Linked DNA regions of Ovis aries: region 1 is linked to region 2. The links are chromatin contacts, called in public Hi-C maps. All regions are on one chromosome and are shown on one strand. The core of a region is the stretch at or near the end of the contact, and the rest is flanking DNA. Distances in the headings are between cores, read along the strand shown. Region 1 has its middle 29 kb from the start of FOXJ2. Region 2 has its middle 36 kb from the start of GDF3.

Region 1 (4,872 bases), core at 781-3,280, 160 kb after region 2:
TGGCGTACAGTCTATGTGCTGGGACAAACGTATAACGACTCAGATCTAGCATGCTGGTCACACAGTGTTCTTTCACTGCCTCAGAAATCCTCTATGCTCCACCTAGTCATCCCTCCCTTTCTTCTCCACCCATTTTTGATCAAAATAATTTTCCAAGACTTCAGCTTTATGAGTTTTCTAAAATTGTTTTTCTTAAGAATATGCCTGGTTGACCCTTTTTTCTTTCTCATCTTCCTTTCCACTGCTTTCTCCTACTTTGTAAAAAAAAAAAAAAAAAAAAAAAGGTTATCTCTAACCCATCTTAAGTTTTTACTACGGTGCAACAGGCACAATTTAAGAGTGCGTAGTTCCTGAGAGATAGAGCTCTGATAGTCAATATGGCATTAATGGGAATGATTAGAGGGGGAAGCGTCTTCCCAGTGATATTCAGAGGGTGACCATCCATGGATGGGTGACTTTAGCATCTCCTAGGGGCTTGTTAGGTGTGAAAACTGACAGTTCCACTCCAGACTTGCTGGGTCAGACTCTCTGAAAGGTAGGGACCAAAAAACTCGTAGTAACACCAAGCCTTCCAAGTGACTCCTAAACATGCTAGAGTTTTAGAAGCATCAACTGGTTAAAAAAAAAAAAAAAAAACCCTCAGCAAAGTTCCAGAACATCTGTCTGAATTGAGAAGATGGTTGGTACAAAGACAGAAGTTAACATTTTTATTTGAAATAAAGTCAGAATTTTTCTGACACAAACCAAGTATGATTTGGCTTACTGGCTTGCCCAAGGACAATGGCTTTGTCACGCAGTTGATAATTCTACATATGGAATGAGTTATGTTTGTAATCAAAGGTTTAAAAAACTCTACAGGAACCCACATATATGGTTGTAATTTCTTATTTTAAAAAAATCTTTATTTTTAAAGGATTATTTTTTACCTTTCTGATTTTTGTCTCTGCTGGGTCATTGCTGTGGGGGCTTTTCTCTAGTTGCAGTAAGTGGAGGCCACTCTCTAGTTGGTGCACAAGCTCTACGGTTTGCCGGCTTCAGCAGCTGCACTTCTCTGGCGGTAGAGCACAAGCTCACTAGTTGTGGCACATGGGGAACTTCAGCATTGGCAGGCTGATTCTTTACCACTGAGCCACCAGGGAAGCTCTTAAAAGTGGTGTTTTGTTTTTGTTTTTGTTTTTTTTTCCCCTCTTTGATGTGGACCATTTTTAAAGTCTTTACTGAATGTGTTACAATATTGCTTCTATTTTATGTTTTGGCTTTTTGACCGCAAGGCATGTGGGATCTTCGTTCCCTAACCAGGGATCAAACCCACAGCCCCTACATTGGAAGGTGAAGTCTTAACCACTGGACCGCCAGGGAAGACCCATGTATGGTTGTAATTTAGGGGCAAGGGGAGCCTGAAATACAGCCGCAATTACAGGCTAGCTCTGCTCCTCAACCAGAGGGAGGGGCATGTTTTCTCTGCACAGAGGGAGGGTCCCTAGAAAACTGCCCATTCCGCTTCCCCCCACCCCCACCAGGCACCCCTTTTCTCAATCTGCACAAAGGTACCAGAAAGGCTAACAATAGCCCTGAAACCCATCGAGACAGCAGAAACTAATCCCGGAAAGTAATTAAAACATTTTAGATATCAACTTAAAAATGAGTGTGTGTGAGGGGGAGGGGTAGATGGGGGGGGCAGGGGACAGGTTGTATAGTTTTTCAAAATTATTTTCTGAGTAAACAAGCCAAAACGGAGATTACTGTATCTGTCTCTCCTTCCATGTTGCTCGGGCGCACACACCCCTGCCCAAGTCTCTGCCTTTCTCTGATTCTTATATCACATCAAAGCCCATCCGTTCCTTTAACCTTCTGCCTGATCTTTCGCCTAAGCGTTCTCAAGTTTATTCTTTTCTTTTGCGGGCGCTGCCAATTCACTTCTAGGACCACACACTCGAGCCTGACTAAATACACCAACCCATCATTAGCTCATCTCGGCTGGATTCTCATTTCCACCTCCTGTAAACCCACAAGAGCAGGGAGGGTGCCCCAAAGGCACACACTGCCACCTAGCGGCCGACGGTTTACCAGGCGACTGGGGCGACCCCGGGCGTTTGGCAGGGGCACCAGGGCGGAACCGCCAGCGTTAGCTCCCTCCGCTGGGGTCATGGCCTTATCTCTGTTCGGAAACATCTTTCCACGTCTTTTTCTCTCAAAATTCATTCCATCTTTCAAAGTCCAGCGTAAACGTCATTTCTTTTTTTTGATCTTCCAAGGAAGAGGACCCCACTCCTCTACAAGTCTCAGCGTGGGTTCAGCTGTTTCACTGGAAGGCCTGGAGAGCCACACTGCCTAATCCCAACTCTTTCTCTTCCTCTAGTCCTTCAAAGACTCGGGGCCTCTGAAGTGTGTGCCATCAGGATATTGCAGTCTGTGATCCCCTGGGCCACTTCCCTTCATTCCCTGGAAATCTGAAAACCTGACTCATTCTCCTGGTTACACAACGCCTGCTGTCATCATTCCTAGCGGCTGCGTCATCCCTGGAAACAGTTCAGCCCTGTGTTGGCCTCAGTTCCTTGTCCGCTCATTTCCAATCATCCTATTTTCCAGTCCACCTCGCACTCATTTTCATGGTGACACCCTAGCCTGAGTCATTAAAAATAAATGCTTTTCTTCCCAAACCTCTGTTTCTTGAATCTCACACTGATCATGGCCTCTCCAACAATTTTTTTTTTTTTTTAATGTGGACCATTTTTAAAGTCTTTCTTGAAATTGATAGTGCTTCTGATCTCGTGTTTTGGCCATGAGGCATGTGGGATCTTATTAGCTCCCTGATCAAACCCGCACCCCCTGCTTTGAAAGGCAGTTTTAACCACTGGATGGTCAGGGAATTCTCCTTTAACCATTTCTTAATAGGAGCAGGATCTCTAAGTTATTAACTCTATTAAATTTTCACTTCATCACCCTTCTATTTTTACTTTCCATATCCCCTAACTTAAATGGTTAGATTCATCACTATAAGCACTACTTTGCAAAAACTTGCAACTCCTTAACACTTTTCTCCCTCCTGTTATATTCCTGGGTAAAACCCCAACCCTTGGTTAAATCCAACTCTAGTTACTCTGCTTGCTTGCATTCACTAACTAAATAAATATAACTGGAGAAAAACCTGCAACCATGCTAACTGGTATCACATTGAATTAGATGATAATCTCAAGTGAGCTCTCGGAACTGCTCTGCAAAGCTTTATTTTCCCAAATTCACTCCCTATTGTATAACAATTTCACACCTTTTCCTCCCACCTCAAATTTCCAAGATCTCCTTGTCCTTTTTCACACTGAGTTGATAATCTCATTTCTTATTTCTTTGAAAAACGAAAGAAATTTCTCACCATTCTAATTCATTATCAAATCTACCTGAATCAGTATCCACACTCTCAGCTTGCTTCTTGTTGAAATGGATGAACTGTCTCCTGCTCCCCGGCTCAGGAAGATCCCCTGGAGAAGGAAATGGCAACCCACTCCAGTATTCTTGCCTGGAGAATCCCATGCACAGAGGAGCCTGGGGGGCTACAGTCTGTGGAGTCGCACAGAGTGGGACACGACTGAGCGACTGGACAACAACCACCCATCGGCTAAGGCTGGTCCCTCCACCACAGAACTGACTCCTTTCCCTCTCACCTTACTCAAGAATTTCATCCTAAACACATTTCCCTTATATCATCTCATTTCCCTTTCTACTAGATCAATACCATCATATCCCTTAACAACACTCTCCTTTAGATAAAGACAGACTTCAAAAAAGTAGATGCTTCTGAGAAGGTGAGATGTTGGCAGACTCTTACAATACATACGAGATTCTATTTCTCAAGCAGGGTGGGTATCAAGGTGTCCATTTTAAAGATTCTTGCCTTTTTCATAAAGATGGTGCTGAAAGCGAGGGAAGCGGTGCTGAAAGACATCTACATCTGCCTCTGAAGGCAGCCCAACACCCCTGGAAGAGCACTCCCAGGAGGAGGAGGCCTGACCCTGTGCCACCATCAAGGCCTGCTGACCTGGGTGATCCATGAAGAAGACAACAATATACTTGTGTTCACTCTGGGGTCAAGGCCAACAAGCACCAGATCAAATAGGCATGTCATGGCCAAGGTCAACATTGTGATCAGGTCTGATGGAGAGAAGTCCAACTGGCTCTTGACTGTGATGCTTTGGAGGGTGCTAACAAAGTTAGGAGAAGGAAATGGCAACCCACTCCAGTGTTCTTGCCTGGAGAATCCCAGGGACGGGGGAGCCTGGTGGGCTGCCATCTATGGGGTTGCACTGAAGCAACTTAGCAGCAGCAACAAAATTAGGATCATCTGAACCCAACTCCACCTGGTTAATTCTCAATATAAATTGACCGTATAAAATTCTTATCATACATTCCTTCATAGTAATGACAGAAATAATTATTTTCTGGACCTTAAGTTCCTTTTCAAGACAAGCGCCCTGCATCTGTGCTCCCTTTAAAGTAAATTCCACCGATTCCTTAAACCACTATCAAAAGTGACTTTTATGTAATATTATGTTAGTGATGACTTTAAAAATACTATTGTGAGTGAAGTGAAAGTGTTAGTTGCTTAGTTGTGTCCAACTCTTTACGATTCCATGGACTGCAGCCCACCAGTTCCTCTGTCCATGGGATTCTCCAGGCAATACTGGAGTGGGTTGCCATGCCCTCCTCCAGGGGATCTTCCCCACCCAGGTTTCCTGCACTGCAGGCAGATTCTTTACCATCTGAGTCACCAGGGAAGCCCATTTGCGATTAGGTTCAATGTTTTTGTCCCTCCTGCTATTTGAACTACTCCTGTCAAGGTCATCAGCAGACTCTATCTTATCAAATTCAAGGCTCAAT
Region 2 (5,140 bases), core at 2,212-4,711:
GAGCATGGCAACCCACTCCAGTATTCTTGCCTTGAGAATCGCCATGGACAGAGGAGCCTGGAGGGCTATAGTCCATGGGGTCACAAAGAGTCAGACATGACTGACTGACTAAGCACAGCACACAGCACTTCCAAAACCAACAAAATAGTTTTCCCGGTCCTACTGTATTCCAGTGGCGGAACCCAGGAGGTTCAGGCCTGCTTTGAACAGTCTTCTTTTTTTTTTCCAAATAAATGCTTCAGAACATTCTGGTAAAAGTATGGAGGCTAGGAGGGAGAAGCGATCCCTCTGCCTCACTACCTTCCAAAGGAACCTTGTGAAAGGATTTAACATGGCCTGATTTCCGAATCCAAGACCTCTAAAAGAGTCCTGTATTTTCTGATACTACCTCCTCCCCTCTGCAAAGAGTGGGTAATTTGCTCACTCAGTCCTTCCTTGAATGTCACAGCCTTTTCTCAGTTTCCCTTTCCCCAAACAACCCTGATCTCCCATCACTCATGGTCTCCAGGGTGAGAGAGAATATTTTTTTTGAGAGAAAGTTTTAAAATGTTAGAGGGATGGGGACTTCCCCTGTGGTCCAGTGGTTAAGGCTCTGCTTTCCCAATGCAGGGGGCCTGGGTTCAATCCCTTGTCAGGGAACTAAGATCCCACACACTGTAACTACTGAGCCTACAACTGGGGAAGCCTGCGCACAGCAAGGAAGACCCATCCCAGCCTAAATAAAGAAATAAAATAAAAGGTTGGAGGGAAAAAAGACCTTCACGGTAACTCATTTCACATGGTTGGAATTTTATTTATTTATTTATTCATATTTTCTTCATTTTAAAAAATATTTCCCAAACTTTCTACAAGGAAATGAAATACATTTACTTAAAAGCGGATGCAAACTTTATGCTCGAGACATCAATTACAAGCTGGTAAATGTAAATGCTACCACTCTTAAGAAATCTACACACAGGAGGGGACAGGTTTTTTTGCTTCTGAGTGAGAGTATATTTAAAACCACGCAATGTTCCCTCCACAATAAAAATAAAAATAGAAATGATGGAAACAAACCTGGCACATTCCATGTGATTGGGACAGGAGGAGTGAAACAGTGTCCCGGGACTCGCTGATTCCCATCAGTGAAATAGCTGCTCAATCCTCATGGGAATAAACTTTGAACTTTTCACTTTTGTGATGATTCTGACGATTTAGTGAGGAACACTGCAGAGACTGCACTGACCCAAAGAGAATACTTTGATACTAGGGTTAGAAATAGATTGGAGCCACAATAATGTGAATATACTCAGTACTGCTGAACTGAACACTTAAAGTTAGTCAAACTTTAAAGTTAGTTATAGTTAAAATGGTGAATTTTATGTTATTTTTAAAATCACAAACACATAATTTTATAAAGAAAATTTTAAGGAAATTCAGGAAATGGCAAGCCAATAAAGAAAATCAATGGAGTTAAAAATTGGTTCATTAAAAGAACTTATAAAATTGATGAAACTCCAGAAAATCTTTAAATATATATTCTTTTTAAAAGATAAGGCACAAATCCAGCTTTTATGAATAAAAACACATGACAATTACATTCATTTTGTAAGCTTAAAACATATAAGAGAACCTCACACAATAGGATGACTATTATCAAAAAGAAAAGAGATAACAAACACTGGTGAGGATATAGAGAAAAGGGACCACGGTACAGTGCTGGTAAGAATGAAAATCAGTACAGCCAGTATGGAAAACAGGTTGGGAGTTCCTCAAAAAATTAAAAATAGAGCTACCATGTGATCTAGTAATTGCACTTCTAGGTATATTCAAAAGAAATAAAATCAGTGTCTCCAAGAGCTAGCTGTACCCCTATGTTAATTGCAGCACTATTCACAATAGCTAAGACATGGAAACAACCTAAACGTCCGTTGATGGTTGAATGGATAAAGAAGATATGATACTTGGAACTTCCCTCGTGGTCCAGTGATTAAGAACTTGCCTTCCAACGCAGGGGACATGGGTTTGATCCCTTGCACCACAACCAGAGAAACACAAGTGCCACAACAAAGACTCAGTGCAGCCAAAAGAAAAAGAAAAAAATGATACACACACATATACACAATGGAATATTATTCAGTCAGAAAGAAGAAAGAAATTCTGCCATTGCAACAATATGAACTTTGAGGATATTATGCGAAATGAAATGTCAGAGAAAGACAAACACTGAATAATCTCACTTACATGTGAAATCTAAAACATTAAACTAATAGAGTGGAACAGTGTTGCCAGGGGCTAGGTGGGGAGAGGTAGGGAATATGGGATGTTGGTCAAGGATACAAACTTCAAGTTATAAGATGAATAAGTTTTGAGAATCTGCTGAACAGCATGGTGACTATAGTTAAACACTCCATTATATACTTGAAGGCTGCTCCACGGGGAGAGTTTACTGCTCTTATTGTAACAACAGCAACAAGGGAGTTCCCTGGTGGGCTAGTGGTTAGGACTCTGTTTTCTGGCTGCCAAGGGCTTGGGGAAGTAAGATCCCACAAGCTGTGCCAAAAAGTTTTAAAGAAATAAACGGGCTTTCCAAAAAAAAGTTAATTATGGAGGTGAAGGATAGAACTAATCTTATTATGGAAAACATTTTGCAATATATACATGTATTGAATCATCACACTCTAAACTTACACAATGTTATACCTCAATTCAATCTCTATAAAAGCTGAGAAAAAAATATAATTGAAAACTCATATAAAAATGAAAGAGTTCCGGGAAATCACAAGATACCAATGGTGTCTGAAGCAAAATATATTTTTGAAAAATTATATATGTATGTTTCAGAGCCATTTATTCCTTTATTAACAAATTCATTCATGGATGCATTCATTCCTCAAATTCAGTGAATATGAACTGAACATCTATCATATGTCAGGCATAGTGTGTTGTAATGGGGCCACACAAATGAACAAAACACACACCCTCCTTGCTGCAGATTGTGTGTGCCCCCCAAATTCATATGCTGAAATCGAATCCCCCGAATGATAGTATTTGGAAGTGGGGCCTCTGGGAGGTGAATAGGTCATGAGGATGGAGCCTCCTGAATGAGATTGAGTGAGTGAGTGAGTGAGTGAGTGAGTGAAGTCGCTCAGTTGTATCCGACTCTTTGCAACCCCGTGGACTGTAGCCCACCAGGCTTCTCCGTCCATGGGATTCTCCAAGCAAGAATACTGGAGTGGGTTGCCATTTCCTTCTCCATGAGATTAGTACTGTTATAAAAGAGACTGCAGGGAGCTCCCTTGCTCCTCCATGTGACCATAGAGTGAGAAGACAGCTGACTGCTAGCTAGAACTCTTATCAAGCACTGACTCTCCCGGCATCCTAATCTTGACTTTCTCAGTCTCCAGCTGCTGGTCTTGGAGAGTCTCCTAGAGGCGGGTGAGGTGGGGACATGGACACTGGTGGCAGACACGCTGAGGAATGGTCAACCATGTGAACGCCACTGCCCACTGCTGCCACTGTGGCCCATTAGCCTACATATATGTTTCTTTGTTTGCTTATTCTGATTTGTGTGTGTGTGTCTTTGGCTGTTAGACTTGCAGGGATCTTAGTTCCTCGACCAGGGACTGAATCCTCGCCCTCAGCAGTGAAAGTGAAGAGTCCCAACCACTAGACCAGGAGGAAAGTCCCTACATACATGTTTTTAATTGATTCTAAGTAAAACCTTGTCATGAGGGAAAAAGAAAATAGGTTGGAGTACTATTAATATTGGAGAAGAAAATGGCAACCCACTCCAGTGTTCTTGTCTGGGAAAATCCCATGGACAGAGGACCCCACAGTCTGTGGGGTCGCAAAGAGTCGGACACGACTGACCACGCATGCACTATAACAGCAGCTGCAGACTTAAAATATAAGCAAACAAACACTGAGCCACCAATGCCACTCATGAATGCTTCAGTCCAGAAAGATTTTTATTAAACAGCAGCAGCAGAAGGCAGCTAGTTTTTAATCACCATCACCTTTGCATTGCCATTCTAAAGTGTGAACGATGAAGTTCTATTCCTCTTCGTGGCAGCAGATGGCGCCATCGGGACATACACCACAGAAAGTGAAAGACGTGAAGTCGCTCAGTCGTGTCCAACTCTTTGCGACCCCGTGGACATATACCACAGGCTAGAGCGTAAAAGTTGAGAGTTGGACTGTAAACAAAGCTGAGCGCCGAAGAGCTGATGCTTTTGAACTGTGGTGTTGGAGAAGACTCTTTAGAGTCCCTTGGACTGCAAGGAGATCCAACCAGTCAATCCTAAAGGAGATCAGTCCTGAATATTCATCGGAAGGACTGATGCTGGAGCTGAAACTCCAATACTTTGGCCACCTGATGCGAAGAACTGACTCATTGGAAAAGACCCTGATGCTGGGAAAAATTGAAGGCGGGAGGATAAGGAGACAACAGAAGATGAGATGGTTGGATGGCATCACCGACTCAATGGACATGAGTTTGAGTAGGTCCCAGGAGTTGGTGATGGATAGGAAGCCTAGCGTGCTGCAGTCCACAGGGTCGTAAAGAGTCAGAGGCGACTGAGCGACTGAATTGAACTGAACTGAATTAATGTCGACTGAACTGAGAGAGTAAAAAGCTAAATGAGTCTTAGAGATCCTTCTATGGTGAACTGAAAAGAGGACGGTAGGGACTTCTGGTGGTCCAGTGGTTAGGATTCCCCATGTTCAATGCTGGTGCCACAGGTTCTATCCTTGGTCAGGGAACCAAGATCCCCAAATGCCTTAGGGCATGGCCAAAATAAATAAAAAGACCTTCGTGAATGAAACTGGCAATCCTGACTCCACTGCGTCTAATCTAGCAGAAATTGAAAGGCCAGCTAAGCTGTGGCTACTGCAGAGAAGCAGGGCTTTTATTTAGGTTTCAGGATTTGCACCCAGAGAGAACTTAAAAGTGAAGACTTCTTCATGCCTGAGATATCTGTGACTAGAAGTCATCTCTGACTTCTCTCTAAGAGAAACACAAAGATGTTTACCAGGAAGCCTGTCCACAGGCAGGAAAGGAGGCAGCAGAGACGCTCAAATGACCAAGGGAAAATATGATTTTTAATTAAGGCAAAATGTTTTCCACCAAACTATCTTTGGGATGAGTGCTAAACTATGC

Evidence for each region. Hi-C and Micro-C count contacts between places; a contact is called where the count stands out from the background.
Region 1: a Hi-C map of hypothalamus shows a contact between it and region 2, with 5 times the contacts expected there. The contact joins two enhancer-like sites. A contact is called at or near these places in 8 of 16 Hi-C or Micro-C datasets (blood, hypothalamus, liver and 3 more).

Annotation. Positions count from the first base shown.
Region 1 is chr3:207,117,816-207,122,687 of ARS-UI_Ramb_v3.0, forward strand. No RefSeq gene overlaps it. Among named protein-coding and RNA genes, the nearest start is that of FOXJ2, 29 kb to the right of the region's middle. Within about 2 kb of position 2,031, at least 39 of the 54 cell types and tissues checked have an H3K27ac peak or open chromatin away from gene starts, as enhancers often do.
Region 2 is chr3:206,959,425-206,964,564 of ARS-UI_Ramb_v3.0, forward strand. No RefSeq gene overlaps it. Among named protein-coding and RNA genes, the nearest start is that of GDF3, 36 kb to the left of the region's middle. Within about 2 kb of position 3,462, at least 1 of the 54 cell types and tissues checked has an H3K27ac peak or open chromatin away from gene starts, as enhancers often do.